Linked DNA regions of Sus scrofa: region 2 is linked to region 1. A link is a contact called in public Hi-C data. All regions are on one chromosome and are shown on one strand. Each heading gives the region's core, a stretch centred on a gene start, on an enhancer-like site or on the middle of the called end of the contact. The rest is flanking DNA. Distances are from core to core; before and after follow the strand shown.

Evidence for each region. Hi-C and Micro-C count contacts between places; a contact is called where the count stands out from the background.
Region 2: a contact with region 1 is called in a Hi-C map of liver, with 4 times the contacts expected there. The contact joins the enhancer-like site here to the promoter of PPP1R16B in region 1. A contact is called at or near these places in 10 of 47 Hi-C or Micro-C datasets (alveolar macrophages, blood, brain and 4 more) and 1 of 2 datasets of contacts at active chromatin or transcription factors (skeletal muscle).

The regions. Positions count from the first base shown.
Region 1 is chr17:41,751,355-41,756,387 of Sscrofa11.1, reverse strand. It overlaps PPP1R16B (protein phosphatase 1 regulatory inhibitor subunit 16B), which reads right to left and starts at 2,691. Exons shown (of 11, transcript XM_003134439.6): 1 at 2,570-2,691.
Region 2 is chr17:41,817,472-41,822,272 of Sscrofa11.1, reverse strand. The region is part of intron 2 of PPP1R16B (protein phosphatase 1 regulatory inhibitor subunit 16B); the gene reads right to left. Among named protein-coding and RNA genes, the nearest start is that of FAM83D, 49 kb to the left of the region's middle. Within about 2 kb of position 1,717, at least 11 of the 83 cell types and tissues checked have an H3K27ac peak or open chromatin away from gene starts, as enhancers often do. A contact at or near this core is called in liver, where this site is marked.

The sequences.
Region 1 (5,033 bases), core at 1,442-3,941:
GGTCATCCTAGCCTCTGCTGGAAGAATGCCACTTGGGACCTACTATGGACCAAGTGCTTCAAGTCCTGGGTGCAGGTGGCATGAGGGTGGGGTGGCTAGATTGGGAGAGGGTCAAGGTTGGGAGAGGGGTCAAGGTTGGGTGAGGGTCCAAACGCAGCACAGGAATCCAGGTATGTGCCTTCTGTGACCTACAAAACCAGGCTGGCTGCAGCCTCTGTTGATTGGAGAAAGTTGACTCTGGGTATGGAACTAGTTTTGAGAAGAACCTGGGTCCCTAGTTTCTGAAGAATCCAAATAGGCTCTGTAGGTCATTGTTTTTGGGGAAAATCCACCTTCCTGCGTCAGCATCCTCTTAGCCCTGTGGCTCAGGCTTCTGAGCATACTTAACAGCTGGATTCGAATTTAACCTCCACTCCAGTGTCAATTACCAAAAAAAGAAGGAAGTCTGAGCATGTGCTGGGCCTTGCCTGCCACGTCCCTCCATACCTGGGGAGATTCAGAGAGCACAAGGATGCAAGGAGCCCCAGCACACAGCCGGCTGATGAATGGCGCAGCAGATGGAGACCAAAAGAGGGGTAGGAAGGATCAGTTGGTCTTCCTGAAGAAAGACATTTCAGAGGCTGGGAAAAGCTGGGACCAAGAGAGGGGTCAGGAAGTTTCCAGGGAGGGGGGAGTCCTCTTAGATAGACTCCAGGTGGCAGGAACGAACAAAGTTGAAGGTCCAAAGCGACTTGGGTGACATCTCGCCTCCAACACCCTGGGGCAGGTGGGAGATGAGGGGCTGGAGTTGTGTGGGAAGGCCCTGGGAGCAGGCTGAGAGCTGAAAGGACTCACTGGCGCCCACCAGCCGCCTGCAAGCTGCCTCTTTATGACAGAGCTGAGGGAGGAAGATGTGGAAACTCCCCCAGCCCCTGCAGAACCACCCACCAGGGCTCCGCTTCTGCTCCTGCCTAACGAGAGACACGCCCCACTCCAAACCATTTTGAAAGGCGCCGCTATCAACCTCGGAGCGTTCCCGCTGCCGAGCCGCGCTGCACCCGGCCCCGCACACGGTCCTCTCCCCATCCTCCTACGGCCTGATCAGCCCCATTTCCTAGAGGCAACTGAAGCTGCTCCGAGGCCGAGTGTCTTACCCCGGGGCAGGAAGCTAGTCACTGGCTGAGCTAAGAAGCTTTATTACCAGGCTAGGAGGAGGCCTCCCAGATAGAGGGTTTTTCTCCGGTGCTCCACCAGCCACAGGAAATGGCAGGGCCCACAGACAAGTACCCCCGGGCCGAGGCGGCTAACGGAGAGCCCTGCGGGCAAGGGCGCCGGACACCTCGGGGCCCCGGGCGCACCACAGAGGGCGATTCAGAGGCGGCACCTGGAGTCCAAGGCTGCCGGGAGCTGGTGGGCGCTTCTGACAGCGAAAACAGGGGCCCATTATGTGGAATCCAATCACATGGGCGCGCAAGCAGCTCGGCTTTCGATTCTGAGAAGCGCTTATGCAGCCGCGTCTCCCTCCCTGGGCTCCTGAGATGCCTGGGAGCACCGGGTCTTGGGCTTTGCACGCGGCTCTCCCGGGAGGACCAGATTCAAGGCTATCTTGGCTCAATTTTCCGCCCGAGGCTGGGAGCTGCCCCATCAGCATCTCCCGCTAAGCCGGTCCGGACTGGAGGAGGAGGAGGGAGGGAGGCAGTCGGCCTCAGGAAAGGAGGCGGGCAGCGAAAGCCACCTCCCCCACTCCTGGCTCTCCATTCGGAGCGGTCTGGGTAGCTGAGCCTGGGCGCTGCGGGTGACCTTGGGGAGCCCCTTCTATGCGACCTCTCCCGGGAAGGCTGCACAGTTTCTGCCCATCGTAGGCGCTCGGGGGCGCTCCTCCGGCAGGAATCGAGGCGCGGGACTCGGGAGGAGAGGAGCGTTCCCGGCGCAGGGGGCCGAGCCGCGGACTCACGGCGGCCCTTTGGAGAGGCCAGGAACAACCACAGGCGGGTCTCCCTGGGACCAACGGACGCTGTCAGATGGATCCTGCAGGGGGCGGGACTGCACGCGGGGGCGCCTGCCCTGGGGACCTTTCCCGCCCGGGCAGAAGCGCTCCCGGCGCCCTGCCCACCGCCTTTGGGGACCAAGTGCCGCCACGCGAGGGGGCGGCGCCGCCGAGCCTGGCCCGAGGCTGGGGCGCCGGGGCTGTTTGATGCTAGTTGTGACTCGCGCTGCCTGGCACTGCGCCCCCCGGCAGACGGCGGCCCAAGAGCCCAGAACCCGCCGAGAAACCCCCTGCCCGCCCCAACATCCGGCCACGGCGGCCCCAGCCAACAACGTGCCAATGCGCCCGGTACCTCGGCCTCGTCTCTGGCGCCCTAGACCCAGGAGAACGCCCCCCACCCCAGCCCAACTGCCCTGCCCTGCGCTCCGGGTACCCGCTTTTCCAGTCTGCCCCACCCCCCCACCCCAATTATCTTCTGCTGCCGGCCCTCAGCCAAAGCGCCACTATCACCCCCAGCCAGACCCCCAGAGGCTGCGACCACCTCCCCGCCCGGTCAAGCCGCAGAGCGCAGCGGGTGTAGGCAGCACCCGCCGGGGAACTCACCCGCTCTCCCGAGCCCTGCCCCGGGCGGCTCGCTGCCCTGGCTCGGTCTGTCAGTCCCCGAGCCACCGCTGCCGGTGCGGCGACAGAAGCCTGCCGGGCTCGGCCGCCAGCCTCCGCGCCGCCCCTCGGCTCCTCCCCCAAGGCGGGGCCTGAGCTCGCGGGAAGGGGGTGGGCGCGCTCCGCTCGACCTGACAGGCGGCAGGGCTCCGGGAAGGGTCCCCGCTTCCCCGGGTGCCCTCCGCACCCTTTGAGCAGCTGGAAATTGAAGGCGAATGAGACGCGACCAGAGTTCAGAGTTTTCCTTTTGGTCTTCCTCCCACCCTCCAACACCACTTTGAAAAAGGGAAGCCCAGGACTGCATTCTTGCTCCCATTTGATGGAAGAGCATACCAAGCCCAGAGAGCAGCACGAAAAGCACCCAAGGTCACACAGCATTAGCACCTATTCCGAAGGCCTGTGCAGCTTGAGTCTGAAGGCTTCTTAGGACGTCCAGGAGCCCAACCAGGCCTTGCCCTGGGGACAGATCAGTGGGAGCGGGTCTTCCAGCTGGCGGGGGCCGCAGGCGAGGAGCCAGATTAGTGGGAGCATGGGGGCCCTGGCCTGCGGCATAGAATCGCATCATTTCCTCTTTCTGGAAGGAGGTGAAGTGGAGGAGGAAGGGAGTGGTGGGACCTCCACTGACTTCTGCAACTACTGGGGAGGTGCAGAGTCTAGAAAGGGGCTGCCTCCCTGAGATCTAGTGCTAACAATACAAGGCAAAACACACCCGGTGGCTTCTGTTGTCGAGTTCAAGCCCCTTTCCTGATCTGAAGGCCCCTGCTCTGAGCACCATCTTTTCTTCACAGGACAATGGCCTTAACTATCTGAAAGCTGCTGGTGAGAGGACCCTTCTCTCCACCCCACCCCCAACCCCCTAGGAAGAGGAGCGAAAGTTAACAAACAAAAGGGGGAAAAATCCATCCTCAAACATTCTCTGGAATCCACACCCGCTGAACATTGGCTTTAGAACAATAGAGTTCTCTTCTCCACAAAGGGCCTTGTTTCCTGAGCTTTCTCAGCCTCCAGATTAGAGCCCAAGGCACCCCAAGGCCAGCCAGTGGGGCAAGGAGAAGGTTTATGTTTGTGGGGTTTGGGGGTGACACCTGGTTAATTCAATTCCCAGCAGTCTTGTTGGAAGAACTGTCTTACTCATTATCACACAGCCACGTTTTTCCAAGGCTGACAGCATAAACTGAGTTTTGTGATTTCCTGTTTGCTGAGGAAACTCCATAACCTTTCTTGGGGAAGTGAAAACCTCTAGATAGGGTTTATCCCGGTCCCCCAACTCCCAGTTTCTCTGAAAGCCTCTCCCCAATTTGCCCCCTGGCTTCCTCCCAGTTCATTAATAATCCAGTCGTGAATGACACTGTTACAGTAGGAGCAATTAGAGACTAGAATAGGTGGGGAAGATTTAAAGTGATGTTTAAAATAACCCAAGGGGATCATTGTTCTCTGCAGAATGTTTCCATTGATTTATCCCAAAGAGCTGTAGGCTGAGAGGGCAGGAATCCATCTCTCCGAGGCATGTGGGGAACTTGGAGCCTGCTTTCCTGACAGGCTGCCTGGAGTATGGGCCCAGACCCCACGCTGTGTGGTGCACTGACACCGCTCACCACGTTTGATATCAAAAGTTCAAGTATATACAGAATCAGGCAGAAGACACACACTTCCTGATTTCAGAATGTACCTCAAAGCTACAGTAATTAAGACCGTGCAGTAGGGTATAAGGACAGACATGGATCAATGGAATAAAATTGAGATTCCAGATATAAGCCTTTACTTTTATGACCACTTGATTTTCAACAAGAGTGGCAAGACAACTCAATGGGGAAAGAATAGTCTTTTCAACCAATGGTGCTGGGACAACTGGATTTCTTTTTTCTTCTTCTTCATTTTTTTTTTTCTTTTTCTTTTTTTGGCTGGCCCACAACACATGGAGTTCCCAAGCCAGGGATCAGATCCAAGCCACGGTTGTGACCTAAGCTGCAACTGGGGCAAAGCCACATCCTTTAACTCACTGAGTCGGGCTGGGTATCGAACCTGTATCTTGGTGTTACAGAGACGCTGCTGATCCAGTTGCACTACAGTGGGAACTCCTGGTACCACTGGATTTCTATGTGCAAAAGAACGAGGCTGGACCTCGACCTCACACCTTGTATAAAAATTAATTCAAAACAGAAGGCTGGGAGTCCCCATTGTGGCTCAGTGGTAACGAACCAGACTAGCATCCATGAAGATGTGGGTTTGATCCCTGGCCTCGCTCAGTGGGTGAAGGATCCAGCATTGCCATGAGCTGTGGTATAGGTCGAAGACATGGCTTGGATCCTGCATTGCTGTGGCTGTGGCATAGGCCAGCAGCTGTAGCTTCGATTCGACCCCTAGCCTGGGAACCTCCAGATGCCACAGGTGCAGCCGTGAAAGGCAA
Region 2 (4,801 bases), core at 468-2,967, 67 kb before region 1:
ACCCAGGGTTAACACGGACAGGGACAAATTCCACTCTGGGTTTCCTTCTGCCTGTCTGGCCAAGGAAATTAAACACGATTTTTGAAAAACTTAAAGGTAACCACTGGAGAAATTAAAATCAGGATTTATCACATCAATGGAAAAGATAAAAGGAAATAAACATAGCATTCATGAAAGTCAAAAAGGAAAGAAGTAACATAGAAACACAAATGCCGCAAAGCAGGAAATAAGACGACCAAAATGCAAACATCTCACAATAAACAAAATCATTTATCCTCCCCTGCAAAGTAGTAAAAATTTCAACGCCAAAAAGAAAAACCAAAAACAAACCAACTGTGTCCTGTGAACCAGATATGCATCCCAACCAAATAGCAGAGAGACTGAAAATAAATGAAAGCTCAAACACAAAACAGGAGAATGCAAACACAAGGAAAATGGGGTTGGCAATAGCGCTATGATGTAGAATGGAATTAAGGGCAAGAAGAGGAGGTAATCAGCTTTAGGTTGATTTTAAAAAATACTTCAAAATGAAATCATAAACCAAAAGCAGATCAGTGGTTGCCCAGAGCCAGCAATGGGGTGGAGAAAATAATTATCAGTTAGAAAACCTTACAAAATCATTAGCAGCAAAGCAAAATTCAATGCAAGAAAAATGGTCAGTGTGTAAGTCAAAACCACAGTTTTTCCTAAGACTCTTCAACACATACACACCTTTAAAAATGATCAGGTGAGGGGAGAGTGGGCGTGGAGGCAAAGGTTATACACATTGCTTATCATTCAGAAATACTGGAAGCAACCCAAATGTCTAGATGTTTTGAGACAGCTTAGGCAAAATATGGGACATCCATATAATGGAATATTCCACAGCTGCTATCTTGGAGGAATTTTTAACGACATAGGAAAATGCTATAACATAGAATGGAAAAACAAAAAACCAAAACTATACATTCATTCAATGCAGTCTCAGTTGGAAAGGAACGCAGACACACATTTCTCACTGGAAAAAAAAATAAGGTATTAACTACAGTTATCAGTGATTTTTATTTTATGGTTGCCAGAATTTTCCAAACATTTAAAACTATGTACCTTTATAATCAGGATTTTCTAATTGCACTATAAAACAAAAACCCTCCACCAAATGATGAATGTAGGTCTTAGCACTACATTTCTGCTAAGAGTCTCTTGGGGAGAAATGAAGTTTCAAGCTGACTGACCACATGGAGGAGATTGTGAAGCTGAGATTCCTTGGGTAGGAAGTTAAACAGCAATAATAATAATAACCCCTTTGCATTGCAAAGAGGCTGGCAAAATGTGGCCCCATGGCCAAATCTTGCCCCTATGAACTGCCTGCATGTTAAGAATTTTTTCTGCAGTTTAAGAATTCAGCATCATCACTGCTGTGGCTTGGGTTTGATCCCTGGCCCGGGAACTTCCACATGAGGTGAGCATGGCCGAGAGAGAGAGAGAGAGAGAGGGAATGCTTTATGTATTTTTTTAATGGTTGGGGAAAAAAATCAAAAAAGAGTAATATTTTGTGACCCACGAAAATTATACGATAGGCAAATATCAGTGTCCGTAAGTGAAATTTAATTGAAATACACACTCTTCTATTTATGCGTGGCCTATGGCTGCTTTCTCTGTAGTAATAGAGTGTACGGCTCACAGAATCTGCAATATCTCTTATCTGGCCCTTTGCAGAAAAAGTTTGCTGATCTCTGGTGCAGCGCTTTTCCGCTAACAAAGCACATTGAAAACCACACAGTCACTTAATCCTCACAGTAAAAGTCTCAGCTAGGAGACAAAGAAATCAATGTATGGCCAAGGTGGACCATGGGACCGTGGCCAAGAGGGGCCTGAGCAGGTCAGGCTCAGTGTCTTCACCTGCCAAGGAATGAGGGGGGCACAAGCCCCCAGAAGCCAGCTGTCACTCACCTTTCTCCCCACCGTCTCACCCCCCACCCCAACTCAGCCGCCTCTCCCCCGCAGCCCTGAGAGCAGCCGAGTTTCCTGTCAAGAGCGTGACCTTCTGCAACCTGCACGGTGGAGGCTGCAGCTGCAAAAAAAAGCTGGTATTTTTATCCGGACCCTGCATCCTGTTTGCTGGCTGGGGGTTTTATTTGCTGGTATTTGGTTTTGTCATTGTTGATACGGAGGATCTGCCTTGTGGCAGCAGGCCGGAGACGTCTGTCTCCGGGTAGGGCACGCTGCCTGCCACCCAGGCCCACCTGTCCCAGGGCCCCAGTCTTCGTACTCTCCCCTCCTGCTGCACCATCTCTCAGGATGTCGAGATACCCAGCTTCTTCCTGCTCAGGAGCAGAAACCAGGACAGCTGGGTGGGCAGGGGGGAAGCAGGAGCATTTTTGCTGCAGGAAATGGAAAAATCCACTCTCTTATCAGAGAGGAGCTGGCTGCACTAGGAGAGGAGCAAGTCTGCAGGTTTTCCAGAGCTTCTGGAACCCACTGTTCTTAGCAAAAGAAGGCCCAGCTGGGAAAGGACCAGGGCAGCTTCTGGAGGCAGAGTTAAGTATATGGGACATGGGATCATTTGTTGGCAATATCCTCAGTTCTGGGACCTAGTAACAAATGGCAATGGATTGGTCTCAACCCTCCTGTCCCCAGGACTCAGCCAGACGTGGGAACCGAGAGCAGATACATCAGCGTCTAACCAGCCGGTGACAGCAGGAGCTCACAGCTGTTGAGCAGTTACTGCAGGCCTAGCCCTTTGCAGGAATTAGCTCACTGAGACCCTCCCACTGCCCTGGGCAGGAGAGAGGCTGCCTCTCTGATTGATGCTATTTTACAAATGTGGATACTGAGGCACAGTGAGTTTAATTAACTTGCCCCAGGTCATCTGGTAGGAGACTCCAGATGAATTCCATGCTTGCTCCACCATAATGATTTCAGTGCATGTCTTAGAGCTGAACCCGACCCCAGGTCTTGAGAGCTGGGGATCTGCAGCCCAGAGCCTTCCCGTTTCCGGTTCCGCCAGCACACTCGGAAGCAGGCTCTGAGCCAGAGGGATAAAGGGGCTGGTCCGTCCTTTGCTCTTTGCTACAATCATTCCCACCTTGGAGAGGGGTCACCAAAATGTACCGTTGAGGGACAGGAAGTCTACCTAAGCATTGCACCCGGCATGGAAACATGGGTGGAGGGGCTGAGAATTCAGACCTCATTTCCCAGTGATCCAACCCCAGGCACGTCATCTCCTCCATCTGAACCTCCATCTGGAAAAGAGGAGCTAGAGCCTCATACGCGTACCTGAGAGGTAGGTTATATTGATGTAAGAATTAATGTCATTATTTATTATTTGCTTATAGTATTATTACTATTATCATCTACCTAGTTGGCACTCCCCTCCCAGCAGGCATCCCATAGGGACATGAAGCCCAGGCTTCAAGCTCCAAGACACCAAACAGTGGCTCCATGGGCTGGACATCGTCGACGTCTTGTGGGCTGAGCAGCCAGTCTCCAAGATGCAGTCCTTCCGCCTAAGATGCGCTCTCACACCGTCGCTTCCCACACGGAACAGGACTGACTGACATGTGTCACCACAGAACGGTGTGTGACTGTGAGGCTGGGTCACAGAAGACCTTGCAGGTTCCATCCTGCTCCCTGGCCCACTCACTCTGGAGAAGAAGCTGCCTTGTTGTGAAGACACTGCAGCAGTCTTGGCAAGACCTCTTGGAGAGGGACTGAGGCCTCCTGCCAACAGCCATGCCAGAGCCATGGTGGAATCAGAGCTTGGAGCCCCAGTCAAGCGCCCTCAGGGGATGGGAGCCCTGGTGACACACTGACTACAACCTCACGAGAGACCCTGAGTCAGAACCACTCAGCCACCAGTCCAGGTCTCCTAGATGCTCGAGAAACTAAGCCCCCTTCCCTCCCAGCCAGTCGAATTTCTGTGAACCAGGGAAATTCTTCACTAAAGCCTACAGCTGACTAAGGGTTTCTATTTCCACCCACGGTGCTAAAGACACGTCAGTCGTCACCTTGGTCTCTTCTCTTGTTCTGGGGGCACGACCTCATCTTCCCCACTGTGTGAGGATGGGACCGGGTCTTGAGGCATCCTCTGAGCTGAGGTACCGTGGATGGGCTGGAGAGAGGTGGGGCAGGAGACAGCGGCCACATAGAGTTTCCTAAAGCACAGCCCTGAGTGTGCTTCTCTCCTGCTCAGAAACCTCCCATGGCTCCCCATTGCCTCGGCTCTGCCAGGAGCCAGCCCAGTGGTTCTCACGGTGTGGTCCCAGCAGCAACGGCATCACCTGGGAATTTGCTAGAAGCATAAATCCTGTGGCTCTACTTCAGACCTACTGGATCGGGAGCTCCGGGGGAGGGCCTGCAATCGATGGTTTGACACATCCTCCCACGCCACGAGTGACCCTGACGCTCCCTCTCCTCTCCCATTCCTTCCTGTGTCTCCGATGCTCTAGGAGCACCCAACTCCTCTTCCCCCTTCCTCCTTCCCCACAAATATCCACGAGGCACCAACTCCGTGCCAGGTGTGAGCACAAAGCAGTGAACAAGGCAGACTCCAGCCCTGCCCTCCCTGAGCCTGCACTCTGCCCTGCCCTCAGTCTGGAATATCCCTCCCTTCCTGCCACCAACTAGGTCCCCAACCAGCCCCCATACCAGTGCAGGAGACACTCAACAATCACAAACATTGAGCAAATATTCAGTGTGCTGAAGCATACATGAAGGAAGGTACCACTTCCTTGACCCTGAATTAAGTGCCCTCAGCAGCCAGGGTGCCCCTCACCCTTCACGGTGGCCCGTAAGGTGCCACCTGCCGCGCAGGGCTGTG